Linked DNA regions of Mus musculus: regions 2, 3, 4, 5 and 6 are each linked to region 1. The links are chromatin contacts, called in public HiChIP or PLAC-seq and promoter capture Hi-C maps. All regions are on one chromosome and are shown on one strand. The core of a region is the stretch at or near the end of the contact, and the rest is flanking DNA. Distances in the headings are between cores, read along the strand shown.

Region 1 (4,445 bases), core at 1,341-3,840:
GGGCTGAGCCATCATACGCATCCCATTAACTCGCAACCCCATTCCCCCATCACCTCCACCCCAAGGCACTTCTCCCATAACCCGAGGCCACACCCACCTCACCTCCGCCCTCCCTTTTCTGGGCTCAAGAGCCTCATCACCTCCTGCAGCAGCTCACTGAAATCACCGTGGTCAGCATCGGCCTCATCCTCGTCCTCTTCCTCCGCATCCACCTTGTCTTCACCTTCATCCATCCTCTCTCCCTCCGAATCCACCTTCCCTTCCTGCGCATCAGTCTTCTCTTCCTCCTCATCGACCCGCTCTTTCTGCTTGCCTGTGTCCTCTTCCTTCTCGTCCACCTTCTCTTCCTCCTCTCCCTCTATCTCCTCCTCCTCTTGGTCCACCAGGCTCCGCATCCCATGACTCCTATTTTCCTCCTCCATGGCCAGTTGTGCGCCGGACCCCTGCTGCACAGCTGTCTCAGCCCCTTGTTCCTTTTCAGGATTCTCAGAGGGCTCCGTGTCACCCAACCCCATCTGTGGCTCATTTGCATGGCCTGGGTCGGGGCTCTTCAGGAGCTCTTGAGTCACCAACATGGCAATTCCCTGATCAGCCTCAGCGTCCCCAGCACCAGCCTCTCTAGGCTCTTCTTCTGACACTGCACCAGCTGGGTCCTCTCCCTTGATGCCTGGGATGGAGGCTGCCACCGGTCCACCTTGCCTGCGTAGCACCCGGGGCACATACAGAGGCTGATCCGGCTTCCGTCCACGATGCCAGCGTCCTGCTGGAGCACCTCGGGGACCAGCAGCTGCTCCCTGATGTGAGGTATACCGAGGACCACGGTACTTGCTGGGATGGGAGGCAGGAGGGCGGCAGGGACCAGAGGGGCCATCTGAACTGGGTACTCTGGAGCAGGAACAGGAGTTTCAGGGCATGTTTGGGTCTACAGCAAAATAGCCTACTGGGGCCACCTATCATTCAGGCATGACACTGACAAGTCAGCATTAAGCAAAAGTCACAACCAAAATGACCCTAAAAACAATCTCTTACAAAGGCACAGTGGCAAAGGCAAGTGCCATCCCTGACACACCCAAAGGAGCTCCCCGGTGACTACTACAATCAAATCAGTGGGTGCTGAATCTTGGGTTTCACGATAAACAAGGATAATAATTGCATTTAGGAGCTGTTATTAGAACCAGAGTCACAGTAATAAGATATCCATCCTATGAGATGCACATGGCAATAAGGATGGCTATAGGCCAACACGTTCATGCCCTGTACCAAGGTCTCTCTGGAGAACGCGCTCACAAAGACGACAGGGGTGTAGACCCACCCTTACTAGCCCAACTGCTTGTGTGCACTATATTTTCTTTGGCCCAACACGAACAGCTGAACAGCCAAGTCAGTTGCATCCCTGATGAAGCAAAAGGCAACTGTGACTGTGGCCCTGGCTCCTACCAAACTCTACCCTCCTTGGCTAGCCAGCTAGTCCAATCATCACACACACACACACACACTCACACACACACACACACAGCTGCTGAGAACCCTCCAAAGCAGTAGGACAAACTCACCTGATGTCCAGGTGACAAATGACTGTCCTCCTCTTCCAGCCCTCCCCAACAGAGAAGCTGCTCAAAAGATCAAAATTCTCCGCCGTTCGATGGATCAGGTACCGCAGGCGGCTGGAGACTGGGGGAAAAAGTAGGACCCTGCAAAGGAACCAAATGGAAATAATAAGCTTGAGACCGCGGGTTCACCCCACACCCAATTCCCACCCAGGCCGCTCCCAGGTTTATGGTGGCTTTAACACCAGGCTCACTGTGCCCAAGCAGGTCCCTGCCTAATTGCAAAGTAGATCATCAAAGGGAGCTACAGTTCCCATCATCTAGAAGAAAGTGAGCACTTCTGCCTGAGTGGGGTGATGCTGCGATACAAAGGAAAGGTGTGGCTGGGCAAGTTGGCAGAGGCTAAAGGCAGGGCCTTTCTGGTGGACCAGCCAGTTACCTGGGCACAGAACCTGGGAGAGGGGCAAACCATGCCTATCCTGGCATTAAAAGCCACTCCCTCGTTCCCCGTACTTGGATAGCTGCTTCTGCAGCAGGAAACGATCGAGCTCCTCTTGGACCCGGTGGACAAAGTCATTTTCGGCCGAGGAGAGGAAGACACCGTCCAAGCAGAGAAGGGCCAGGGTGACAGATGGCAGAGCCTGTAGGAGCGGTGGCCAAGGCCGGGATCAGAATATGGGCCCAGAGGCCGCCCACAGCCCTAAGTGTCCCTGCAGCAAGGACTTTGGAGACTTTCGCAGCCCTGGCCACTGTGGAGCGGGATGGGAGGCGCGTGAGTGTGGAGCCGAGTGCGCTCACGTCCAGAGCCAGGCTGGATTCCCTGCTCCCAGCACCGCCTCGTCTCGCCGCGTGTTACCCGGGCTTTTCAGTTCTGGGGCGCAGCCCACTGAAACCGTCCCACAACACGCAGTCGTCCTTCCCTTTCGCGATCCCAGGAGGAAACACCCAACACCCTCAACACTCACCGCGGCAGCTCGGAAAGTTGCCGCCGCGCTCAGGGTCCCCAAGAGCCTGAGCGTCCCCTTCTTCCCAGCGGAATTAGCGCCATCGTGAGGCCGGGAGGAGATATTGCACGTGCCGCAGAGGGGCGTGTTCTTGTAAAGAGCTGGGGCAGGGCCAGAGCTGCTCTAACCCAAACGCATAGGGCTTCCCTCAAAGAAGCAACTAAGCAATTATTCTCTTGGGAAAATAGAGACCCAAAAAGGTGATATGACTTGTCTAGAGTTACACAAGTCAAAAGTGGCTCTGATTCCAAAGTCAGATAGTACTTTTATCTTCTAGAACCAATTGAGTTCTGCCAACACGAGGGAACAGCTACTAGATGCTAAATAGTGATGACATTATATATTTCTAATTTTAGGTTCCTTTGACCTGGTACCTAATGGAGGAAGAAAGAGGTAAGAGCGGGAGGCTGGAGCTGGGGAGATGATTTAGGAATTAAGAAGGGGAACCTCTCTCTGGTTTCAGGTCCCAGTAACATCAGCACTCGGACACAAACTTGGTGCACATACAAACAAGTAAATAAATCTTTTTTTATGGGGCTGAAAAATTGACTGGGCTGTTAATAATATTGCTCCTGAGGCAACCTAAGCTCAGATCCCAGCACCCACAGGGTGGCTTAGAACCATCAGTAACACCAATTCCAAGGGATCCAACAGCCTTTTCTGAACTCCTTGAGCAAACAGATGGTGCATATATATACAAGCAGACAAGACAATCCTACACCTCTGTAAACGTTTCTAAACACTGTATCCAGAATCTGTCCCCTATATCATCTCAGTGAGAGACCTGCAAAGGTCTCTTGTCACACAGAGACCCAAGTTGGGCCAAAGTGGGCCACTAGGTCCAGTAGCCACTAATACGCTGACTAGAGTTGAGTATCAAAACCTAGATCTAGTGTGCTTGCCAAACCAATGCTTATAGATATGCTATGACTAAGACTCAACACCTTTCGAGTATTGACACGGTGATCAGAAGTCCGGCACAGAAGCAGAAAACACAATAAGGCTAGGTGAGCTCAGTGAGAGAAGCTGGCGTCTTCTAAAATTTTACCCCAAATAGGAGGCATGATTGAAAGATTAAGGACTGATCCAAGCTACACGGGGTTGCACTCAGCTCCTTGGCTCCTGCTGGAGTGGGGGTCAGGAAAGAAGGCAGGAAAAGTTCCAGGACCTAACCATGTGACACCAAGGAATTGTATACCATGGTAAAAGGGTCAGATCACCACGAAGATATAGAAGTTCCAAGACTGAAAGCACCGAACAGAAGGCTCACAAAACATACAGTGGAAGCTCTTACAACAAAAACAAAGAAAGAAACAGGGTGGGGGGGAGGGAGGAAACAGAAAGAAAAACAAGTTAGCTGGGCAGTGGTGGCACACGCCTTTAGTCCCAGCATTTGGGAGGCAGAGGCAGGCGGATTTCTGAATTCGAGGCCAGCCTGGTCTACAGAGTGAGTTCCAGGACAGCCAGGGCTACACAGAGTAGCTCTGTCTCACAAAACCAAAAAGAAAGAGAAAAAAGAAAAGAAAGAAAAAAAGAAAAGAAAAAGAAGTTAATCAAAAATTGCACATATTCCTCAACTTAGAGTGGGGTTATAATATGCCCACTATGAATTTAAAAATAATACATATTAAGATACTGTCAATTTTTTAGATGGTTATTGATCTGAAAGCTCACTGGTCAGTTGGCCCAAGTGGCAAAGTGCCAGGCCAATGAGAGACTCAAAACAGATCATAAACTAGAAGGTGCCTGAGGATGGGCTCTTGTGGTTGTCCCCTGGCCACATGCTTGCCCTGAACGTGCATACCAACATCTACAGCACACACACACACACACACACACACACACACACACACACACACACACTACAAATACAGACCCTTACACAAGAAATCCA
Region 2 (4,322 bases), core at 1,598-4,097, 520 kb before region 1:
GAAACTAGAAAAGGGATAATATTTGAAATGTTAAGTAAAGAAAGTATCTAATAAAAAATAAATACATTTAAAAAAAGGAGTATCTCAATGTGGCTTTGATTTGCATTTCTTCTCTTTTTAAAAAATGCTATTTACTTTTAAAAATATGTGTGTGTTTGCATATCTGTGCCTGCAGAGGTCAGAGGTCAGGCATCAGATGCCCTGAGGCTGGTACTTCAGGCAGTTGTAATGCTTGATCCTGGGAATTGAGCTCTAGTTCCACTGAGCTATCCCTCAAGCCCCTTGATTTGCATTTCTTTCACGAGCCTGATTTTTTTTTAAAAAGAAATTCTCCTGTGTGCCTGTTTGCATCTACATCTTTGAGCCCTCTGGGATTTATTTTGAGACTAGGACTGTCTCATCAATGAAGACCTGTGCCCGGCCAAAATCAACATCATTAACAGTCAAGTGCAAACTCAAAAAACTAAAGCCAAACTGAAATAGCACTGTACCAATGTTAGTGGCTGAAATAAAGAGAATGGCCAGGGCTAATAAGGTTTCAGATATCTGACACTCGTTGCCTGTGGAAACAGCAGTACAGTCACACAGAAGAGCGGCTAGGCCTGTCACTCTGCATCTCTTGTCTCAGCTATCTTTTTTTTTTAATTCCTGACCATTGTGACCAAATATCCAACAGAATTAATTTAGGGAAGGAAGGGTTTACCTTGGCCGGTGGTTTGAGGGTATAGTCTGCCATCTTGAGAGGAGCACAGGACTGTATAGTCACGTCTCAGTCAGTCGTATAGTCACGTCTCAGTCAGTCGTTTCAGTCAGCCAAGAAACATGGGGATACACCAGTACTCAGTTTGCTTTCTCCCCCTTGAAATGAAACTACCCATTTAAGGCAGATGCCTGCCCCCGCCTGCCCCAGTGAACCTTCTCTGGAAACACTCACAGGCACACCCACAGGTAAGCCTCACTAATCCTCTGACCAAGTTAGTTATCCAAAGGAACTACCCATCACCCGTGGTCTGGCATAGCCACTGCACCACTGGGTAGAGAAAGGAGACTTGCATTAAATCTGTTATTCCCACCAAGAACCAGCCACAGACTGGTTAAGTAAAATGATGTTTGCTTTAGTTTATGAGTCTAGAGCTTCAAGTCCAAAATTAGGGGGCCTAATGGGGGGTGCAGTGCAACATGAGAGGAGCACAGGCTGGTGGGAAAATCCATACACCAGGGCCAGGAGAGGGGGGAAAATTGGGGCGCTACAATCTCTATGTCCTCAACAATTTGAGGACCTCTCATTAGGCTTCAGCCCTTATAGGTCCAAAACTTCTCCAAACTACCTCAGCAGGGAACGGCATTTATGTGTGGGCCTTGGAGGAAGACTCCCCACACACACTATATGCATACATACATACATACATACATACATACATACATACTACAATGAGGGACATTGGAGTTGCTATTTTTGCAATTCCCAATGAACCTGTAACTATATCAAAAATGTATATTTAAATTTTAAAGGAAAATAAGTCCAGGTAACATGCAGAAGAGAGCTTTTCTGAAGGCCTTCCGGTTATCCATCCCAGTTTCCCTCCGAAGTTGCTGTATTCTCAAGGGCCTGCCCCCCTTTCTTTCTCCCCAGAAATACAAGGTTCCCTGCAGAGCAGATTCCAGTTGAGTCCTGGTGCCTTAGACCACAACAGACTCTAATTGCATCCATTAATTAAAAAAAAAAAATCAGCGTAGGCTTTCCTCGGTTTCCACCAAATGTTGTATTCTAGCACATTCCTTTGATCAGATAGATCGTATTTAGCAATCCAAAGCATTGTTCTGAACCATGTGATATTTAAGTGACAGACATGGGGAGCCTGGGCTAGAGTGTTCATTTCTTTTATTAGTTTGGTTTGTGCATGTGTGCTGTCAGTTGTTTAGTTGTTAGTTAGTTAGTTAGTTAGTTAGTTAGTTAGTTTAAGACCGGGCCTCATTATGTAGACCTGGCTGTCCAAGAAATCCCTATATAGACCAGGCTGGCCTCAAACTCACAGAAATCCACCTACTTCTGCCCCTCTTCACTGGGATTAAAGAAATGTCACCCACACACAGCTTGAGTGTTTATTTATCTTTTCTTTCTTTCTTTCCTTCTCTCTCTCTCTCTCTCTCTCTCTCTCTCTCTCTCTCTCTCTCTCTCTCTCTCTTTCTTTCGTTCTTTCAACAGGGTTTCTCTGTGTAGCCCTGGCTGTCCTGGAACTCACTCTGTAGACCAGGCTGACTCAGAAATCCACCTGCCTCTGCCTCCCAAGTGCTGGGATTAAAGGCATGCGCCACCACTGCCCAGCGAGTGTTTATTTCTTAAGAATACTCTTTCCTGGTGTTACACTACCTGGTCAACTCAGTAAACGAGACACTGTCATACTACTTGGACCTTCCCTAATAGACTTCTGCTGGTTGTCTAGATGTGTCCAGCTGGGAGTCCAGCGTGGGACCATAATGAGCATGATTGTCAGACCTAGGATCAACTTAGACTCGGTAGATCTGGCTTTGTTATCAGTCTCTCTTACTATCTGAACACAATTAGGGTAGGTGGAAGCGACCTGCCTGCTCAGTTCTGATTCCAGTAAGAATTTGGCGTTTGTGGCTTCTCTGGCAAAGGGCTTGAGAGGGAAACCAGGAAAGGTTAAGGGCTCATCAGGGAAGGGCTCTGGAGCCTAATCCGCCCAGGACTCGCCCCTTGAGGGTCACCTGGAGCCCGCGGCAGCCAATCGGGGAGCAGCCGTGTCCCCGCGGCCAATGGGCAGGCGGCGCGGCGCTCAGCATGGCTATAAGTGCGCGCGGCCCGGTGATAGCAAAAGCGGCGCGCAGCGGAGGAGGGATGCTTAGGGTAGCGGAGCCCCGAGAGCCACGGGTGGAGGCGGGTGGCCGCAGTCCTTGGGCAGCGCCACCCACGCAGTCCAAGCGGCTCACCTCCTTCCTCATCCAGGACATCCTGCGGGACCGCGCGGAGCGGCACGGGGGACACTCAGGCAATCCGCAGCACTCGCCGGACCCTAGGAGGGACTCCGCTCCAGAGCCCGACAAAGCAGGGGGTCGCGGCGTGGCTCCGGAGGACCCACCAAGTATCCGGCATAGCCCCGCGGAGACACCGACTGAACCCGAGTCTGGTAAGCGGAGTAGACCAAGCGAGCACCATGCACAGGAAAGGACCGCTCTTGGGCTAATGGCCCCGAGCTCTGGATGCAGGAATCCTGAGGTTGGGGGTGGGGGCATGGCCACAGAAAGGACCTCGCTGTCCGCCCCACCGAGCCACCTTGAGCATCAACCCTGAGAGCAACTAATAACTTTGCCATCGACTTGACTCTTTTCCAGCGGCTGCAGACATTTACCACTGGCTACTAGAACTAACGATAACCATTAATATTCATAAATCAAGCCCACTCTTAAGTTCCCTTCGTCTCCATTCCACGAGCCATAAAATTATGGATGTTCTTTTAAGTCTTTAGAAATAGAATCGCGTCCAATTTTATCCTCCGGCCCCAACCACTTTTCATGCTGGTGACTAAGCCACAGTTACAGGAAGAGGACTAGGGCAGGAGATGAACTGGTTACCATCCCAGGCCACCTGGCTCATCTCCACAAATCTCAGTCACCCACTTCAATGTCCCTACGATGCCTCCGTCTTCCCTGTTGGCACCTTACCCACCTCTCTTTGCAACACACATCCAGGATCCACATTTCACTGATGTAAAACAACAAGGCAGAAAGATCAACTGTAAACCGCTAAGACCTGAATGTAGTTCACACTGATTATTAGAAACAAATACATAGTATAAAAAAAGCCTGCTCACTTCTTCAGGGTAGTTTCTTAGTCTTGCAAACAAAGTGAAAGTATCCAGATGACAGTGGGCTTTTTGTTCACTAGCAGAAAACAAAAAGGTGGTTTGAATTCTGAGCTAACATGTAACTTTTCCTCTCTCCTTCTGTTCTTCTCCAGATGCACATTTTGAGACTTATCTTTTGGACTGTGAACATAATCCAGGGGACTTAGCAAGTGCCCCCCAGGTCACCAAGCAGCCACAGAAGCGCTCCCGGGCCGCCTTCTCTCACACTCAGGTGATTGAGTTGGAGAGGAAGTTCAGCCATCAGAAGTACCTGTCTGCCCCTGAGAGGGCTCACCTGGCCAAGAACCTCAAACTCACCGAAACCCAAGTCAAAATATGGTTCCAGAACAGACGCTATAAGACCAAGCGAAAGCAGCTGTCGGAAGACCTGGGAGTCTTGGAGAAGAACTCACCATTGTCTTTGCCAGCCCTGAAAGATGACAGCCTGCCCAGTAC
Region 3 (4,732 bases), core at 899-3,398, 540 kb before region 1:
CACTAGGTTGGAACCCTTTTTCAATTTTTGAATTTCACGTGATGCTCCTTGTAAAGCGGGAAGGCATAATATTTTAACTCGGGGCTGTTTTAACCTCAAGTCCTGCTGAGAGAGAGAGAGAGAGAGAGAGAGAGAGAGAGAGAGAGAGAGAGAGAGAGAGAGAGAGAGCCCCAGAAGCGGAAGCAAGCAGAAGCGTCAGGCTTTATAGTTTTATGGGAAAGCAGGGAGCCAGCCAGCGGCTGATCTGCTGCTGGCTGATCGGCTGATCCGAGCTCTTGTCCCCAGCTCTCCAAAATCCCAAGTATTCCGCGCAGACTGTCAGAGGCTGTGCCTGAGTAAACATCAAAGAAGACTAGGTCCCCTTCTCCCGCACCTCTGAGAGGAGGGGAGGGTCCAATAGCACAGTTTTCCAAAGTCTAGAAGTCTTAATGAGCGTTAAAATACTTCATCAATATTTCCTCTCCATATGTATACCAAGGATATATGGAAGGGGGTGAAGGCATAAAGCTTCTGCAAAGATAAAGCCTTATTAATGATAATGAAAAAAATCAATATTAGCTAAATTTATGAACTCATCCTGTTAAGGTCCATCTGTAATGTAGGACATTTTAATTCTTACTTTGAATCATACTCCGAAAAACTAATGAATATATATGTAAATTTAAGCACATGTAAAACTAAACAAGAAAGTTATTTCTGAGTGGAAGTTTTCAAAATTGTGTGCTATCTAGACCTGGGAGAGGGTTCAGAGACTAAAGATGCTTGAACGGGATTCCTAGGATGCACTAACACCCTCAAGTGGTCCACTGATCTCCACTTCCATGTTTGCAGCCCCTTTCCAAGAAATAAATTTCTTAAGTTTTTGTGTTTTCTGACTGGAAAGGGGTGGGTGAGTTCCTTTCATGGAGAGTTCAGGAAATAACATCTAGGTCTCTTGTGTAACTGTAAATTTTCGTGAGAAGATTTAAAAAACATTTTATCTGAAAATCCCTTAAATCTCATAGTGAGTTTTTTCTCTTTTAAGCGATCTTAAAAAAAAAAAATCTTCCCATCCTGTTTTGGGAATGTAACACCAAAACCCGGTTTGTTGATCTCCTTCGCATGAGCTCCAGCAGCGGAGAATTCTTGTTTACACGTTGTTTTACTTATTATCCCTCCAGTGGACACTTCTACCCTCCTGAAAACGAGATGTTCGTCCTTTGTCTCTGCACGATCATATCTGCTCACACTCTCCGTGTTCCTAACCATTCGCACACCATGGAGACACCTTATACTATGCCCAAGCTGTGTCCCAGTTCTGAAGATTTAAGACTGGGTAAAATTCCCCACTTACACACGCTTGTACAGGCTTTAAGGCAAGAGAAAGGGGAAGAATCCCGGGGAAGAGATGAAATGAACTTATCTCTACTCTTCTGGGGCAAGAGCTTACCTTGTTTCCCAACCAATCCAGAAATACTTAAAGATGACCAGAGCTCCCCCAACTCAATTTGCCTTCCCTGTCAAGTGACAAGACCCTGGCGCTGCTGGACTCAAAAAGAATTGCTCCTCAGGCTGTATTGGTCATTAGTATCCCGAGAAGAAACCCAGCTTTACACCAGTTGAGAACCACGGGCTTGTCATATCTTGGGGACTCCCCAGCTTTCTATCCTCAGATTTTCCTTTTCCTCGAAGGGGTTAACTGGGAAAAACAGATGGGTTGCTTGCCCTAAAATAGCCCCACAAGTGCCATCCAGGTAATCCAGGTAGCAGGTTCTAGCAGGCTCCCCTCAGACCGGACCCCTCGGGAGCTCTCTGTTGTACACTGTTGAGAAATCTCAGTAGGAACCAAACCTCCCAAAAGGATGTGGAGGGACTGAGGACCAACAGAACGGCCCAAATTACCAGTTTTTGGGTAAGAAGGCTCAGGGTTAGCACGTGGTTTCTGTGGGAACCAATGGAGGACAGCGATCTTATCACCCGGTCCTGGTGCCCCAGTCAAGGGAAGGCGCGGTCCAGGACCTAGTGTGCATCCCAGAATCGATTAGGACTGCCACTACAGAAGAGGAAGTTGGGGGTGCGACACCTGGCTGTGGTCCAGAACTTGCCAGCTCCGCCCCTCGGCTACGAGATGCTGTCGAGTCCTGTGGCCTCCACCCCTTTCTCGGTAGCTGACATTCTCAGGCTGGAGTGCCAACAGAAGGATTCCAAGACCCTGTCACAATGGGAGTTGCATAGGAACCCAGTAAAGCCTCGGTACCTAAGAATGAACCAGGAATCCGGATGGTTTGAGAGCAGCGACAGGGCACAAGCAGTCCCTTTTCGGTGCACCTGGGAGACAGTCCTGGAGATGGGCTCGAATCCTGTGGGGGAGCCACGTAAGTAAGCGCTCTTTCCTACAGGTGTTATTGAGGGAGTGGGTCGTCAATGAGGGAGAAAGTGCATATTTTGGGGTCCCATCCTACCGCCCCTCATTTTAGGAGTTCAAAGGGCAACCTCTCTGTTTCTAGTCCTTGAATTTTGGGATGTTTCTTCCCACAGTCGCCCCTCTAATAACCACAAAGAGGGGATGGAGCCAGGTTATGAGAGCTCCCCTCCCCCTACCTCATCACCACTGCCCTTACCTGACTAACCTGAACCTTCCTGGATGAACCATCCTGGAGCATGTTGATTTATCTGGACATGCGCGCGCGCGCGCGCGTGTGTGTGTGTGTGTGTGTGTGTGTGTGTGTGTGTGTGTGTGTGTGTTGCTTTCCGAGTGAACCTGGGGGTGCTTAAGAATAGGGAACCTTAGTTGGAGATGACCCCCTCAGAATCGTGGATCTTGGTCCAAAAATGCATGGGCAAGCAGTCCAGGGACCCATCCTTAGCTTGTGGAAAGAGAAGGGGCAAACAAGGAATTTGTAATCTGGCTACTTCTATAATAATCCAGGTGGTGTTTATAGGCAGGGAAGGCCTGCTACTGGAAAGAAAGAAATGGACTGTCTTCTCACCCAGCCTCCGGGCCCTTCTGAGTATTCCCACCAGACTGAGGTGGGGAAGGAAATAGTTTGGCACAACCAGCCTACCCTACCAAGCCAGACCACAGATAATCAAGGCCACAGTCTAGCCTAGTAATAGGTAATCTTCGGGGTTATCCTCTGACGTGAGGCTGTTTATCACTGGCCCCCCAAAAGAGAACATTAAATTTTCTTCCGTTCAAAAAGAAATGTATGGTTTTTTTGTAGTGGACACTAAATATTCAGTTCCCTGGGCATGGGTCTGTTAACTTAGAGTTGCTTTTAGCTTTGCTAGAAAAGGTTGTTTCTCTCCCAACTGCTCCAGCCCCAGCCCACCCAGAGGTCCTTTAACTGGAAACTCATGGCGACCTGTCCTCTACCACTGTGACAGCCACCCAGGTCCCACCCCAGCCTGGCTGAGGGCTTTTGGTCAGGGAAATGGGTCATCTGATAAACTTCACCAAAAAGACAAGGGACCTGCCTTCCCATCTGAATCTGCCCTTTCCTCAAAGCAGGGCTCAGGGCTCTCTAATTGTTCTAAGAGGGCATAGGGTGCTAACACCTTTTTATCTGTTTGTCTACTGGGTTTGGGTTTTGTGATTTAACCTTTAATGTGTCCATTGTTGTGAGAGAAAGTAAAGAATCAATTTTTGTTGTGTAAAAATGAAATTCAAGGAAGCCAGATGACACTCCTTATTCAGTCCCCTCTGTCCTACGGAAGCTATGTTCTATCGAACCCAGGGCTCTCATTAATAAACTGAGTTTATTTTCAGTATTCCACTTGAATGATCTGTTTGAGATAAATTTCATAATTTTGGAGATCCCACAGTTAAAGTTTCTATTATCGGTTTTGCTTTTGGATTTACCTGTGTGGGGGCTCTTGTTCTGATGGGGGCTTGGAACCTATTACTAGCCTGGGGCTAGATATGTAGATCTGGCTGAAGAGGAACTTAAAGGGGTTGTGCTTACTGCCTTTGCTTAATTGGGGGGTGGGGGCTTTCAATTGGAGTGTCTTGCTTGCTCTACAGTATTGCTGGAGGTCAGTCTCGTTTGTATCTTTAAAAAATAAAACAAACCCTCTCTTTCCCCTACTCTTTGGTGACCCCCATTTCTTTAAGCACATATGCCTCCGGGAGAAAAATATTTTCTCTCAAACTTTTTAAACAGTCATTTTCCCTAGAGGTTGTGCGCAGGGCTGGGGTTGAGAGTCAAGATCCCAACCGGGAGCTAGCGGGACCTCTTGAGGTCTTTCTGCCTGTCTTGCACTCTCTTCGTTCCCTTGTGTGTCCCGGGATTTCTCTCTTGTGCGTGTCTCTCCACCATCCGTGGAGACCAAGGGGATCTTAAGGCAAGAAAAGGACAGCAAGGGAGAAGAGGTTGCACCTAGGCGGACTTGGACATAGTCACAGCCTGGCTGGGGAAAAAACTACCCACTTGCCAAAGGGACCCTAGAGGAGGAAGAGACTTTTTTTTTTAAGCCAAAATGTGGATCTCAACTTCACAAATCAAAGAGAACCTCTATTTCCAAGCTGAGAGTAGGGATCAGGAAATACCTGGGTTTTAATTCACTCAGGAAATACCTTGTTCTTAATTCACAGTCCAGAGCATCCGTGTTTGTGAAGTGTGTTTGAAATCCAGCCCCATTTTGATAGGCCCGCTCACATTTTAAGATTCCTCACACTCTTGGAATACCAGACACAACGGAAGACCATAAACATACCTGATCCGAAGTCGACTATTTGCGAAACGAAATGTAG
Region 4 (4,774 bases), core at 2,012-4,511, 640 kb after region 1:
TAGCAGTCGACCATAATAAATTTAGGTGCATCACTTCATTCCTCCAAACTCTAGGCTCTCCTGGACATGCTCTGGTAGAAAGTTAGAGGGCCTGAGGAACGCAGAGCTCTGGTTGCCATGGTTAGGCGCAAGGGGCTTTTCTGACAGGTGAATGCCATACCTGCCAGGCCTTCTGGGAGGTCCAGTAGGGGGCTCTGCTTTCCCAGCTGGTCTGGATGAACCAAGGGCCCTCTCTGGAGGCTCCACGGCAGTTGGGGTTTGGAGTCCTTGTGATGGGCAAGCATGAGGCCCTGGCTGGCATCAGTCCTGAGTTAGCAGACTCTGGACTTCTTATCTCCTGGCATTCTGACAGCCGCCAGCCTGGAAGTCAGAGAAGGCCCTAAACTCCAAGGTGTGTGTGTAGGGGGGGGGTGGGGGTAGCATGAACCTTTTCTCCTTCCCTGCTCTTTCTGAACCTCTCTTTCCTCCAGAGCCTGCAGGAAAATGAAAGAGCTTTCCCCAAACTACTCCAGCGGTGCTGAGCAGTGACTGGCCCCCTTTCCCAGTGTGCCAAGAAAAAGACAGGACTCTCAGTAAATTCACCAAAGGGGTGTGGGGAGGGGGGCAATTCTCTGGTATTCCCCCCCAAAAAATCTGTCATTAGTAAGCAATGTGACTCGAGGACATCAATTAACCTCTCTGAGTCCAGGATCTTTCATTGTAAAAGCCACTCCAGACAACAAGGCAGCCTGTGGTTCTGTCAAATGGCAGGTGTTACTTTCTTTTGGCATTAAATGGAATAGAGAGAATACATCTGGTAGGGTTGTGAGGCGTCGGGGAAGAGCACATGTGGGGTGCAGGGAAGAAAAGAGGAAGGAGGTAAGAAGTCTTTGAAACCAGGACCCATCCTGTGATTGTGTATCCTACACAAACAGGGGTGGGGGTGGGGGATGGAGAGGACATGGGGTCCTTCCTGGCCATCACTAAGCCTTGAGGAGGAGCAGTCTCAGAAGAAAGAAGAACCTCCAGTAGAACTCCCGTAGGAAAACGCCCATCTTCTCTAAGATTGCCCAATGAGTCTGTGCGCTTTTCCCCTGGTCAGCCACAGAAAAGGAGTCTCCCAGGAGGACAAGGGACACTTTATACCCTGCTAAGGAGGAGACAATCTACCTTATGTCTAGGTTTCCACCGTCCTTACAATCCAGCCTACTTGAGCAGCCGGGACTCAAAACCTCTCAGTCTAACCCACAAAAATGGTGGCACTACTGAGGCGTCAGCCACATTCCAGACATGACCACAACGTTCCACCAGTCAGTGAGAACAGACTGGCTATTGGAGTGTGATGGGGCTGGGGTTTGGACATCTAGCTCCAAAGCCCTGAGTACTCTGCCACTGTGCCTTACCTCAAACAAGCTCCCTTCTCTAAACTACTCCAACCAGCAAGGAGACTCTTGTGTTGCTACTTAATTCCCCACTTGCCACTGTCTGCCTGAAAGGCAGAGTAAGCCTTCTGCCTGCACCCACCACAGTGGCCATTGAGGGGCACAAACCAAACACTGTACGTGGGACCTGGGCCTTTTGCATCAACCCTGGGTTTGGAAAAGAGCTCGGGATAGATCTCCAGGAGCCTCTAACTCTCCTCTTGTCTACATGCAAGGCCAGTTACATAGGCTCTGCCACTTCTCAAGTCGGTTGGTTGCTTAGCCAGCTTCTGGGTTCTTTAATCCCTGTTTCTGCCTCTGCACTGTCCAGGTGAACCACAGAATGCCAGGTGTAGCAGCAAGAAGTGTTCTGCCAGGGTCCTTCTGGAAGAACCCATATCCTGGGTCAGTTCAGTGTCTCTAGTCACAATGATAAAACAGTCACACAAAGAGGACCCATACACGGCCTCCTGACTTTGAACCACTAGCAAAGAGCTCAACTAAGTCACCAATAGAAAGGGGACTAGATGGCTTTTAATTCTAGTTGTCAGAAGTTGTGATTCTGGACATGTTTCTGGCTGTTTGGCCAAGGAGGCACGTTGGAACCCCTCAGTGTTGAAGATTTGTTTTAATAGGTAAGGAGTACGGAATTGTACATCTTTTGGATAGACAATTCAGGCTGGTCTCAGTACTAACCTGAACCAGAATAGTGACCAGATAGTCACTCCGGAGCCAGTTTCTATCGTCCCCTAAAATCAGCACCTCCAGCAAATATATCTATCCCAATGACCAGGGGCTAAAAAGAGCTAATGCTACAATTCCAAAGCCAGGTTACTTCACGAAGAGGGGCCTGCCAAAGTGCTCCTGCCTCTATCCTTCCATTTAGGCCACAGGAAAGCACTCCACCCCTCACCAAACCAAACTGAGAGTTCTCTTGAACGCACAAGCCATGTAACTATTTAGACTACAGATCAGCTTAGAATCTAGGCCCCGGGGTGACAGAAGATTCTTAAAGCTGAACCCACAACCCAGAGAGGCAATTTTCCGGCTTAGAATCTACCTCAGGATCACAAGGTGAGTCTGATGGCTACTTTAGCTATAGCTTTAAAACTCTAAGAGGGAGCAGCCGGTAACCAGACCACCTAATTTGGTCAGTCCCAACCTAAGTGAGCCCAAGAGGCATCGCTGCCGTTAGTCAGGGGAGAATTCAGCGCGGTGCCACCCTTGCGGTTATCCACTCCTGCCCAAGCCAACCAGAAGAATCGGGCATCACTCTCCAGCCGGAGGGTGGTCTGGCGTGGGGCAGGGAGAAGGACACATAGGTTCCTGGGATGCAAGATCCAGACACCAGAGCCCCCGAGCAGCCGCCACCGCAGAGCATCTGATCTACCCATCTACTCCGCTTCCTCTGCGCTCTGTGTCCTGGGGCTCTAGAAAGCTCATCTCAGCCTTTCTGAGCAGCTATCGACCTCCCCGGCGTCCTTCTCTGGTTCACACATCCCGGGCCCTGCAGCTGAAGGGACAGCGCAGTGACCTCCTTCTCCTCGCCACCGTGGCACGGCAATCAGGTGCTACCAGGACTGGGCTCAGGGAGTGCGCGGCCTCCCGAAAAGACTCTGGGTCCTCGGCGTGCCGGTGTCTCCAACCCCCACCCGGTGTCCCCCCTAACCCGGAGGCGCCCGACTTCCCATCCTGCCTGCGCCCGGTCCGTCCTCACCTGAAGTCCTCCAGCCGGCAGTCGGGCCCACGCAGCCTCACTATCCAGGGCCCCCCCCCCAAGGCAGCGGGCGACACAGCTACTGAGTGGGTGCGTCCCCGCCAACAGCCACGCGCCCCCTCTCTACGTCCGGCCCCCGCCGCATGCGCATGCCCGGCCATATACCCTGCGCGTCACCGCTGGGCCCGCCCCCGCCTGCTGCCCCGCCCCGCTCCCCCGGGCCTGCCACGTGGGACCGCCAGCTAACAGCGTCGTTACCCTGGCCAACCTGGTCCTCCAGCGTTGTGCATCCCCGGCTCGCATCCTAGCTCTCTCTAGCTTCATCCACCCTTCCTTGATGAATTCCATCCTTGACTCACGGAGGCCCTGCAGGCTCCGCTATTCTCTGGAAACCTCCCATCTGTCCTTCCTAGCCCCTTTTGTGGGAAACTCACAGCGTGACCTTCCATCCTGTCGCTCCTGAGGGAGAGTGCCCCTCTCTTGGTAGACATTTGTGGTTTTAACACTGTTGATGAATCTAAGAGACTTTTCTGTTTTCTCCAATTCTAAAATATTCTGTAAGCAGGATGGAGCGCTTCATAAACTGCTTTTTTTTTTTTTTTTTTTGCCTACCCCAGCCAACCAAAAGAATTAAAATAACTTGTAACGATCCAAATAAAAGATCATATTCATTTTTTTTCAGAGTTTCGCACCTCTTTCTCACAGTTAATCAGATTCCTAAGGAGCGAGGTCAAGCCTTAGGTTTTGTTTGTCCTGGGAGGGAGTCTCTTCCGCTGTAGGAAGGGCCTATTGTGTTGGATACTGAGCCTTGTATATGCAAATTTCTTGAGAAAAATAAACCACCCACTAAACTCTTATTGTTCTATTCAGCTGGATATTAGGATTATTTCCTCTATCGCTTAACCAACTGTCACCTGGGGCAGGGAGGGCCCCATGGAAGAACCTCAAGTGGCACTGGAACCAGTGAATGGCGGGGGTTTCTGTTCTAGCACAGGGAGTGTGTCCAGCTGGCTGTGGTATCTCTAGATTTGTTCAATAGAGAGATGGCATCTAAGTGCTGGGGAAAGTTCCCTCAAAAAGGAAGTGATAGGAGTAGAACTCCATGTCCCTAGAACAGGTGGCAGGAAGAACTCAGCTCAATGGCAGCTTGCTCTTGCGGGCTGGCTAGAGCACCAGAGTGTGGGGCTGGGGGTTGGTGAGGTAATAGCCAATCCTGGTGGTGCACACCTATAATCTCAGCTACTCTAGAGCCAGAAGGATCTCAAGTTCAAGGCCAGCTGGGGCAATTTAGTGAGCTCCTTTCTCAAAAGGTAAAAGGGGGATTTTTGGTTCAGTGTATGCTTAGACCGCACCAAAGCCATGAGTTCGAGGCCAGCAACCGGTTCTGGTAATGCTCACCTGTAATTCAGCACTGGAGAAGTGGGGACAAGTATCACAAGTTCAAAGTCAGCCTTGGGCCCCTTAATGAATTTGAGACCATGCCTGAACTACCTGAGACCCTTTCTGTAAATTAATAGTGAATGCTTTGCCTAGTGTATGCAAGGTCTTAAGTTTAAAAGATATAAAACTACTGAGGCCACTCAGACTCTTCTGGCCACTCTGTTTTTCTGAAATTCAATTATCTTTACTCTGTAATTACAGTACTCCAATGAGTAAG
Region 5 (4,549 bases), core at 1,673-4,172, 740 kb after region 1:
GGGAGAGCTAGGGAAGAAGGGAAGTCAGCTGACGCACGCATGCACGTTACCTTTGACGGCAGGCACGTCCACCTCCATATCTTCTTCCTTGGGGCCAGCCGAAAAAGGCTTAGCCTCTGGCTCTTCACTCTCCTCCTTAAAAAGCCACCCTGAATGAGCCAGAGGCAGCTGCACTGGCATGTTCCGTGTGTCATTCTTTAGCCCCGGGTCATCGATGAACTGCCAAAGAGTTGGAGGGGGGGGGGGGTCACATGAAATGTCAGCACGTGTGCTTACATCACAGCCCGTTTCGGGACTTGTGTCTCTCTCTTTTCTTTGCATATGTGTACGTCTCACACAGAGGCAAGCTCGCTCTCCACTGAGCTGCACCCCCAGCCCCTCTTTAGTGCTCCTGTAACCAAAAGCTTGAACATGTCCCTGGCCTGGCTCCCTCAAAACCCTCTTTAGCAGCTACAAAAGAACCTGTCCCCCAGGCTCCTGGCACCTACGTCATCCTTCTCCAGCATGCGCAGGATCTGCTTGGTCTCTTCGTCTGTTTCTCTCTTCTCTTTTTTGATGTTGATGATATGAGAAGGTCCCATGTCGGACATGTCCACGGTCTTATCCCAGTTCCCTGCGGGAAATCATGCTGTCCACTAGGGTTCAATAAGGAAGACTGCCCACAGCGAGGAGAGCCCAACTTGGAATGGAGACTCCCACGCTCTGCCTTCTCAGGCAGTCTGAACTGCAACCCAGACCAGGTCCCTTCCTGGTACCTTTTTTTTTCATCATTTCTGCCGGACCCTGCTCGAAGATAGAATGGGACTGGATCACTTCCGGGCGGCCACGTCCCCGTCCGTGACCCTCACGCTGGCGGTCCCTGTCCCGTTCACGCTTTTCCTTCTTCATAGTCACTTCTTCTTTTGGCCTGGGAATGAGGACAGACAAAAGGGTCTGCCTCAGGAAATGGAGCCTCCTCGCTTGCCCCTTTCAGCCCGCTGAGCAGAGCTTGTGAGCCAGTAAGTACACTACGAGAATCGGCACCCAACCCTTCGCTATACCTTTGACATCTCCCATAAAGCACGGCCTTTAATTTCCTTCTACTTTACCGTCTTGTCAAAATGTGGGCCTTTTGTTTTGTTTGTTGGTTTTTTAACCCTCTAAAAGTAGAAAGGCTGGAGAGCAGAGGACCTTAAGGCAAAGTTGGAGAGTTCAGCCCCACCTCGGCAGAAACAGAAGGTAGCTGAAACTATAAGAGATGGAGCCTACTGGGTGGTTACCCAGCTCCTAAAGGAGAATAGAAACTCAGCCCTTTCCTCTCCTTAATTTCTTTCTTCCCTTGGGTATTCCGACTGCATTCATTGCCATACCATGAACCCAAAAGCAAGAACCACCTGATTGATCGTGGACTAAAATCTCCAAAACAAAATGTCCCTCTCTGTAAGCCAATTATCTCAGCTATTTATTACAGAAAAAAAACAAAACAAAACAAAAACCAAAAAGACCCTCTAATGCAAAGTGCCCTGGAGCTAAGCGTGGAGGTGTACATCTTAATCCCAGCACTCAGGACACAGGTCTGAGAGGCAAGCACATCTCTGGGAGTTCTAGGCCAGCAACCTACATAAGTGAGTTCCAGGACATGCAAGGCCATGTAGCGAGGCACTGTCTCAAAAAGAAACATGCCCCTATATAACCCAGGATTGAAGGATGAGAACCACTGGTGAATAAGCTAATAGCGTAAGTTAAAATCTCTAGGCCACACAACCTAATTACGTCCCCAAATTCAGAGCTAACCGGGGTGAGTACTGTTCATTCATTACTTACTCTTCTTTGATCTTCCGACTGATGATATTTGGGGTGAAGGTTTTCTGAAAAGTAAAACACAGTACTGTATTTTCGATGTGCTCAACTGACCAACAGTCCTGGGATGGCTTAGAGAGACAGGTAGACTATCACCAGTAGCCCCCAAGGCAAAGCTAAAATGCTTTATCCTGTGTTTGCTATTCCTTTTCAGAGCTACTCGGTACAGTTACATCTACTGTTACACACATAACAGGAGGGGACAAAGAGCAGTTACCGGCATGCCTAAGATTCATCACTTACTAGATTATTAGTTTTCAATACTGACATCCACAGAGTTATGAACACTCGAAATTGCAAGTAAAGCAATTTTGTCTGGCTTTCAAGGGATTTTGTAAGGAGCCCAGAACATAATAAGCACTTCCGGATGTCTTGAATCAACTAGATTCACTGTCTTTTAATTGCCTAGGAGACCCTGTCAGTGTCCTGTACCAGCACCTAGGTTTGCAGGTCTCTCTAAAGGCTGACATCCCACCAGGGGCCCAAGGCAGCACATGAATGAACATCACGAGTCGCCTCCCTACGGCCTGGGTGGGTTTCTATACAAACGCGCTCGCAGGTACCTTCTTGACTCCGCCAAGGGTGAGGTCCCGGGAGCGGATGGAGGGAAGGCGACCGGGCGTAAGCGGGGGTGCGGGCCGCCGGCCGATCAGCCCCCGGCCCCCAGAGAGAAGGGGTCGCGGCCCTCCAGGATTGCTGGGCTCGCCCGCCGCGTTTCCTTCCGACATGGTTCCTAGAAGAAAGTAGGCAACAAAGTGACTCCAAGGGCTGGACGCGAGGACCCTGGGCGGAACCGCACCCACGTGGCCTCCCGCCCCCCGCCCGTGCGTCGCTCTCGCTGCAGCTCAGCTCCTCCCCGTCCCACGTGGCGAGGCTTCCCGGAGCGCCCCACCCCTAGCTTTGGACTCCGTCACCTGCCCTTTCCCTGGGGACTTCGTGACGCACCTGCGTGGAGGCTCTGCGCCGAGTATCACAACCTCACCTCCGACTAGAGCAACCACGGGCCGCGGGTCTCCGGGCAAGGCGGAAGTCTGCGTGGCAAGGACCGGGCGCTGCCATCTTACCCTGGGGCGGAAGTGACATCAAGGGGGCGTGACCTGACCATAGTATTTATCCGACGGTGCCTCGCCGCCCTCCGCCTTCTCTTCCCGGTTCTTCCCGGAGTCGGGAAAAGCTGGGTTGAGAGGGCGAAAAAGGATGTGGGAGGTGGACTGTAAGCTGTGCCGGGGTGTGACTCGTGGGGGCGTGTCTCGGCCCCTGGCAGGGAGTAGAGGTGCGGTCCTCGGGGTCGGAGGTGGAGGGGCTCCAAGGTCGCCTACCTGCTGTATGTGGAGTCCACACTGCGCAGCCTCTGGGAGCAGTGGGGTCGCCGCTCGGGATGGGGCTCCGGACATAGGGAGCTTAGAGCCCTCAGGCCGTGGCTGGCTGCAGCCTCCCTGCGTTGACCTTGGCGTGGTCATTGCACCTTCGGGCTCGACCCTTTGCTCGCGTGCGCCTTCCCTTGCCGGTCCCTGGGGTCTTGGGGTGTCACCCTTAACGCAGTTTGGACAGAGCAGCCAATAGCTCTTCTCATCTACCTGGGCCCATGACTGCTTAGTCAAATCTGGGAAGCCTTTGGAACTGAAGTTTGCTCTTCAACTGGAAGGGTTTTTGTTTTTTGATTTTTGGTTGGGAGGTGTGGGTATTTTTAAGACAACCCTGCTCTGTAACCCTATCTAGTCTGGAACTTAAGTAGACCAGGCTGGCCTCGAATTTGCAGCAGTCCAGTCTCTTCACTCATCCCTCAGTTGTAGGGATTACAGATGTACACCACCAATCCCAGCTGAAAAATTTTTTTATTGTAATGTGTGGTTGCAATCTAATCTGGGGGGGGGGGAGTCATTTAATGTTACACTACAGCGACCCCAATACAAATAAAAAGGTTATGTAATTCTAGGGAAGGAACCTATTTCTGCTGGAATTCCATAGGCTGCTAGCATTAAAATATTTTTGATGTACTGTAATATTGTGCCACACAATAGTGTATTCTTTGTCGGAGACAAATGACCAATGGGAGGATATATATGTGCATATTTATATGTATATATCGTAACTTGTTTCCTTAATGGGGCACTTACTTTAAATAGGTATGTTGTTAGAAATAGCTAGTGTACATTTGATACATCCAACTTTTTTGCTTTCTTGTAGATTATATCCCTAGGAAAGAGTTTCAGAAAATGTACATATTAAAAGTATACTTTGCTGGGCAGTGGTGGCACACGCCTTTAATCCCAGCACTTGGGAGGCAGAGGCAGGTGGATTTCTGAGTTTGAGGCCAGCCTGGTCTACAGAATGAGTTCCAGGACAGCCAGGGCTACACAGAGAAACCCTGTCTCGAAAAACCAAAATAAATAAATAAAATGAAAATAGTAAATAAGTAAACTTCATTTTGATGTCATACATATGCAGTTATTTAAAAAAAAAAAAGGGGGGGGGGGAAATTATGTGACAAGCCAGGCATGTTGGTGCATGCCTGTAAACCCAGTACTTGGGAGGAAAAAGCAGGCAGGTCTCTGAGTTTACACCAGCTTGGACTACAAAGTGAGACACTGATGGTGATGATGATGATAATGATTCAGCAGAGCCCAAATTCTGTTTACTTTGTTTTCCACAATAGTAAGATCTAGCACTTATATCAAAACCAGAATATTGACATTTTTGCAGTCATGGT
Region 6 (4,616 bases), core at 502-3,001, 580 kb after region 1:
AGATTCTTGCCGGTCTGAGGAGAGCGCCGCTTAAGCCTCGCGCAGACCTCATTTATCCTGGCTTGACTCGGGGATTCAGGTTTAAGTGGTTCCCCTGTCTACTTCAGCTGAGAAATAGGCATATTTTGATAAGAGAAAAATATGGGAAGAAAAAGAAGGACGAAACACTACAATGGTAGAGTGGCGAGAAATCATTTTAACGTGGGAGGAACCCGCCAACACCCTTGCCCTTGCGCAGTTGGTTTGCATGGGCCCGTGCTACCCGGGACAGTTCAGAAGTTAATGTCCACCATGACCTTGCTTCACCAGGGAAGGTTGTAGAAGTGATTCCTGTGTATTAAGAGGCTCAGATCTTCCTCATGGCTTAAATGCTATAAAGCCTTCCACGAAGACCGTCATGGCACTCTAGCTGTTAAAGGACTAAGTCCATTCTATGAACAATTGACTTCAATCCCTAATGATTCCAAATTCTGAGGAAATAAGTCTCAAAAGTACTGTCTGCCAAGGCAGATAACTAACATTTATGACACCAATACTATCCTTCTCTCTCTGAGCACTCAATAGGCTCCCCCTTATTTAAAAAAAAAATTATCATTACTAATCTTAGTTTCCTGTCTCCTAATATCAAAATGAAACGGGGAAATAATTTTTAGTTTTTTCCCACTATGGTGAAAACCACCTCACTCAGAAATAACTGGTCTAAGCATAGCACCTTCTTAGAAAACAGTGCTTTCAAACCAACTATTATTATGGAGGGGTCTTAGAAGTCGGACAATAGAAGCATGTGAATCAGTGGTTATGTTAGACAGGTCCTTTTGGGTAAAGGGCAGAAACTATATCATAAACTCAGAAGATTTAGAAACACTTTCGTGTTTCCTTAGAATAACTGAATATCAGATATAATGAGAGACATCTGGGAGATTATTATTCACCAAGTCCTTATAGCCAAAACTTGTAAGCCCTTTTAAGAAGACTGTGTCACTATCATCTTGTTTCTTTTAATAAAAGCAATGACTTGGGATATGTAGAGAAAGTGAGCCAAACGTGCACAGTATACCCACCACACCCCTCAAAAATAATTTTTTAAAGGGTTTGGTAAGGAGCTGTCAAAAAAGAGCTGAGCCTAAGGAAAGGCATGACTTGGGTGAGTCAAGAGAACTCCCTGCTCACACAACCCAGACGGTGTCCCCAGATGAAAGACCAAAAAGTGGGGAATCAGGAGAAACCGCCTGGATGCTTCGGGAGTGGATGGCGGGCGCGGTCGCTCTATCCACCTCCCGCTAGGTACCCGTCCAGCAGTCACCGGGGACGCCGGCGGACAGCAGCCCGGTCCTCCCCGCGCCCTGCAGCGCCTCCCGCCGCTGCCTCCATCCCCGCTCCTCGAGTCCCCGAGCCGTCGCCCGGCGAGGGCCGTTCCCCGCGGCGCGCTCGGCACCTTTGATGACGCGCTCGGTCGTGGAGAACTGAGGGCGCCTCACGGACATGGTCTCCTCCCGGCTCCGGCGGCCCGCTGGACGCAAGCCGCCGCCTTCCTCCTAGGCGGGCTGCGCTCGGCGAGCGGGCAGCCACCGTGCCGGGCCCCGGAATACGGGGCGTCCTCGGACGGCGGCGGCCGCAGCGCCGCTCCCTCCCTGCGGCGGCGCCCGCGGCTCGGCGGGGACGACCGCGTCGAGAGCTACGGCGACCGCGGCTGAGGGACACAACTAGGGAGACCGCGGCTGCGCGCGGCTGGGGCCCCGCGTGCGCGCCTCCGCGCTCACAACTTCCCGGCGGCCTCGAGGGCCGCAGCCGCGCTCTGCGCACGCGCGGATCTCGGGTCTCAGCTCCGGATTCACTGCTGACCGCCGTCCGCCTCGCGTGGGGCAGATGCTCTGGACGCCCAACCCTGACCTGTAGCTTCTCAAACCAGCCGCTGGGACCTCGGAAGCAGCTGCGACCTTGGGACCAGGCAGGTGTCCTGATTCTTGGTGGCTGCCACTGAGTCTGTGTCCCTCTCATCAGAGAGAGCCCCTATCTCATGAACGCTCTCTCCGTTATCACTGGGGTCCTCCACCCACTTTGTCTCCATAAGAAATTAACCATTCTACCCTGTTTCTCAGGTTACCCTCTCCCATTCACCAACCCCCAAACTTTGAAACCCCTGTCAACTTCATGTTTGTTGCATACAGCTTGTATCTAGCAGCCTAAGTACCTCCGTGGCCATCCTACTCCAGTTCAGCTCCTGGGAGAACCCCGTTTCTGAGAAGCGGTGTCTCCCTTTCTATATACATGAGACAGCAGTCACTCACTGTCTTCTGGGACGCTAGCCCAGGCTTCCTTGAGAAAGGGAATTGACTTCTAACCGATTTCCCCTTATATTGTCACCTGCCTACTTGGACGCATCTATTCCACTGTGGAATAGTGACACACAGTGACACCGCACCTGCCTCCCTACCGTGTGTGAGTGTGTGTGCGCGTGTCATGTATGTGTGGTGTGGAGTAGGTGTGTGTGCATGCATGAAGTGTTTGTATTTGTGTGTGCTGGTGAGCTGGCCCATACGAGCACATATGGAGGCCAGAGGTCGAGGCCATCCTCTAGTGCTCCTACCTTAAATTTAATAGACAGGGTCCCATTAAACTTGAAGCTGACATGCCTGCTAGACTGGAAGGCCAGCAAATTCTCTCACCTGTCCCTCTGCCTGTCCCCTTTCCCCCATAGCACTGAAGTTACAAACGCTGAGGTTGTACCCAGGTTCTATTTGAATGCAGGGACTCAAACAGAACCCCATGCTTGTGTTTCACTGAGCCATTTTCCTCATCCCCTCCTCATATGTTTTTTATTTTGTTTTATTTTTGCAGTGATGGGGACTTGCAATCCCATAGTCAAGTTTCACAATCTGGCTTATTTTTAGGTTAAAAATTGGTCATTATTGCTCCTTAATTAGAAGCCTCTTTCTCACTGAGGACAGGACTTGGCCAGGCAAAAAGTACTTTGCTTTTTTTTTTTATTTTAGCAATGATAATGAAATATTGAAACTTAAATCCAAGGAAACGTACAATTTATAGGCCAACCAGTCTTCATAGTTACTACAATGGCCAATAAGTAACCATATGTGGCATTGTAAATTAAATTTTAGTAGTTCAGTTTCCTCTTGTGTCTTAGCCAAACTTCAAGTGCTGGCTGCATTATTGGCTGTGATAAGACATTTTCATCATTGTAGAAAGGGTTGGCTTGGCTTGGCTTGGGGATTTTGTTTGTTTTGTCTTTAGAAACAGGTCTTATGCCATTCAAGCTAACCTGGAACTCATAGCCAAGAGTGACGGTGAGCTACTGATCCTCCTGCCGACACCTCCCAAATGATGGGATTATTGGTATTTACCACCTTGCCAGGCAGTGCAGGAAGTACTGTGGGATAATTAAGAGACTATAGGGTCAAGACTAAGTCTCCCCTAATATAGATTTGTGTACAGAAAGGAGGTCTAGCATATGGACTAGAATCAGACCCTCCCTTGTCTCCTGTTGTCTTGACCTAATCTTTCACGGTAAGGCACACTTGAGGCAGGAGCCCTTCGGAGACTAAATAGAATTTGGTTTTGTTTTCACAGAGTGTGATTTCAGGCTTCCACAATGAGAACAGTTGTGATATTTTAAGAAAGTTCTCTATTTAAGAAGCAATCAGAGTGCTATACCTCCATTGAACAGACATGGAATCAGATGCTAACACCGACAGGATTGCTAAAACCAAAAAGCTTTGGGAAACTCTAAATCAAAAGGAAACAATAGATTATTCAGTATTAGTTATGGAAAGTTTATCAACTACTTGGATTTTTTTTCCCTTCGAGACAGGGTTTCTCTGTGTAGCTCTGGCTATCCTAGAACTCATTCCATAGACCAGGCTGGCCTCGAATTCACAGAAATTCACCTGCCTCTGCTTCCTAAGTGCTGGGATTAAAGTTGTGTGCCATTACACTGGATTACCTACTTGGATCTTAAATTAGATTCACCTCCATGACATAAAAAAATTTAGCATTCAGAAGGTGGAGGCAGGAGGATCAGAATATTTATTATGTAGTTCTTTCTCCATTAGACTCTAAAGGTGGAGACTATATTCTGTGTCTAGGTTGGTCTTTTTATATAAGATGCTCATTGCTTACTAGAATAACAAAGTTACCTCCTTTTAAAATAATTTCATATGCTCTTGTACACAGAGTCTGAGTGAAGTATAACTGGACAATTGGGATATTGTCTTAGTTAGGTTTCTTTGCTGTAATAAAGCACCATGACCCAAAACAACTTGGGAAGGAAACAGTTTATTTCAGCTTCTATGTCATGGTGACAGTCCTTTGTGAAGAGACTTGTGTGGTGTGTGAGTTCAAGGTATAAGAAATATGCCTCATATTCAAGCCATAAGGAATATGAATATATATGTACACACACACACACACACACACACACACACACACACACACATACATATATATTCAACTCACTGACATCTGCCTGCCTCTGCCTTCCAAGTGCTGGAGCTAAAGATGTGTGCCACCATGCCTGGCTCATTGTTATATTTTTAAAATTATTTGTATGTGCCACTGCCTACAGAAACCAGAAATGTTGGACACTATCCCTGGTGCTGGAG

Evidence for each region. Promoter capture Hi-C pulls out the DNA fragments that hold promoters and counts their contacts. HiChIP or PLAC-seq counts read pairs in DNA pulled down with a chosen protein or histone mark. Capture Hi-C pulls out chosen DNA fragments and counts their contacts.
Region 2: a promoter capture Hi-C map of 3T3-L1-derived adipocytes shows a contact between it and region 1, with 4 times the contacts expected there. The contact joins the promoter of Nkx3-1 here to the promoter of R3hcc1 in region 1. A contact is called at or near these places in 15 of 39 promoter capture datasets (the 3T3-L1 cell line, 3T3-L1-derived adipocytes, the C10 cell line and 7 more) and 1 of 115 datasets of contacts at active chromatin or transcription factors (pro-B cells).
Region 3: a contact with region 1 is called in an H3K4me3 HiChIP or PLAC-seq map of embryonic stem cells, with 4 times the contacts expected there. The contact joins the promoter of 1700092C10Rik here to the promoter of R3hcc1 in region 1. A contact is called at or near these places in 13 of 39 promoter capture datasets (the 3T3-L1 cell line, 3T3-L1-derived adipocytes, the C10 cell line and 8 more), 1 of 484 Hi-C or Micro-C datasets (the G1E-ER4 cell line), 8 of 115 datasets of contacts at active chromatin or transcription factors (cardiomyocytes, embryonic forebrain, embryonic hindbrain and 4 more) and 1 of 9 other capture datasets (embryonic stem cells).
Region 4: a contact with region 1 is called in a promoter capture Hi-C map of liver, with 3 times the contacts expected there. The contact joins the promoter of Slc39a14 here to the promoter of R3hcc1 in region 1. A contact is called at or near these places in 1 of 39 promoter capture datasets (cranial neural crest), 1 of 15 datasets of contacts at CTCF or cohesin (large pre-B cells), 2 of 115 datasets of contacts at active chromatin or transcription factors (embryonic limb bud and pancreatic cancer cells) and 1 of 9 other capture datasets (liver).
Region 5: a promoter capture Hi-C map of liver shows a contact between it and region 1. The contact joins the promoter of Polr3d here to the promoter of R3hcc1 in region 1. A contact is called at or near these places in 3 of 39 promoter capture datasets (cranial neural crest, liver and pre-B cells), 1 of 115 datasets of contacts at active chromatin or transcription factors (extraembryonic endoderm stem cells) and 1 of 9 other capture datasets (liver).
Region 6: a contact with region 1 is called in a promoter capture Hi-C map of adipose tissue. The contact joins the promoter of Ppp3cc here to the promoter of R3hcc1 in region 1. A contact is called at or near these places in 2 of 39 promoter capture datasets (cranial neural crest and liver) and 2 of 9 other capture datasets (adipose tissue and liver).

The regions. Positions count from the first base shown.
Region 1 is chr14:69,704,994-69,709,438 of GRCm38.p6, forward strand. It overlaps R3hcc1 (R3H domain and coiled-coil containing 1), which reads right to left and starts at 2,591. Exons shown (of 8, transcript NM_001146012.2): 1 at 2,513-2,591; 2 at 2,061-2,188; 3 at 1,554-1,691; 4 at 141-885. The coding sequence starts at 2,170.
Region 2 is chr14:69,187,845-69,192,166 of GRCm38.p6, forward strand. It overlaps Nkx3-1 (NK3 homeobox 1), which reads left to right and starts at 2,848. Exons shown (of 2, transcript NM_010921.3): 1 at 2,848-3,149; 2 at 3,980-4,322. The coding sequence starts at 2,861.
Region 3 is chr14:69,169,695-69,174,426 of GRCm38.p6, forward strand. 1700092C10Rik (RIKEN cDNA 1700092C10 gene) reads right to left here and starts at 2,149. Exons shown (of 3, transcript NR_045931.1): 1 at 1,882-2,149. Nkx2-6 (NK2 homeobox 6) reads left to right here and starts at 2,108. Exons shown (of 2, transcript NM_010920.2): 1 at 2,108-2,354. The coding sequence starts at 2,108.
Region 4 is chr14:70,348,163-70,352,936 of GRCm38.p6, forward strand. Slc39a14 (solute carrier family 39 (zinc transporter), member 14) reads right to left here and starts at 3,262. Exons shown (of 10, transcript NM_144808.4): 1 at 3,118-3,262.
Region 5 is chr14:70,440,549-70,445,097 of GRCm38.p6, forward strand. It overlaps Polr3d (polymerase (RNA) III (DNA directed) polypeptide D), which reads right to left and starts at 2,923. Exons shown (of 9, transcript NM_025945.3): 1 at 2,785-2,923; 2 at 2,403-2,572; 3 at 1,804-1,847; 4 at 756-907; 5 at 489-613; 6 at 51-219. The coding sequence starts at 2,567. It overlaps Mir320 (microRNA 320), which reads left to right and starts at 2,962; the gene lies at 2,962-3,043.
Region 6 is chr14:70,287,746-70,292,361 of GRCm38.p6, forward strand. It overlaps Ppp3cc (protein phosphatase 3, catalytic subunit, gamma isoform), which reads right to left and starts at 1,752. Exons shown (of 14, transcript NM_008915.3): 1 at 1,436-1,752. The coding sequence starts at 1,484.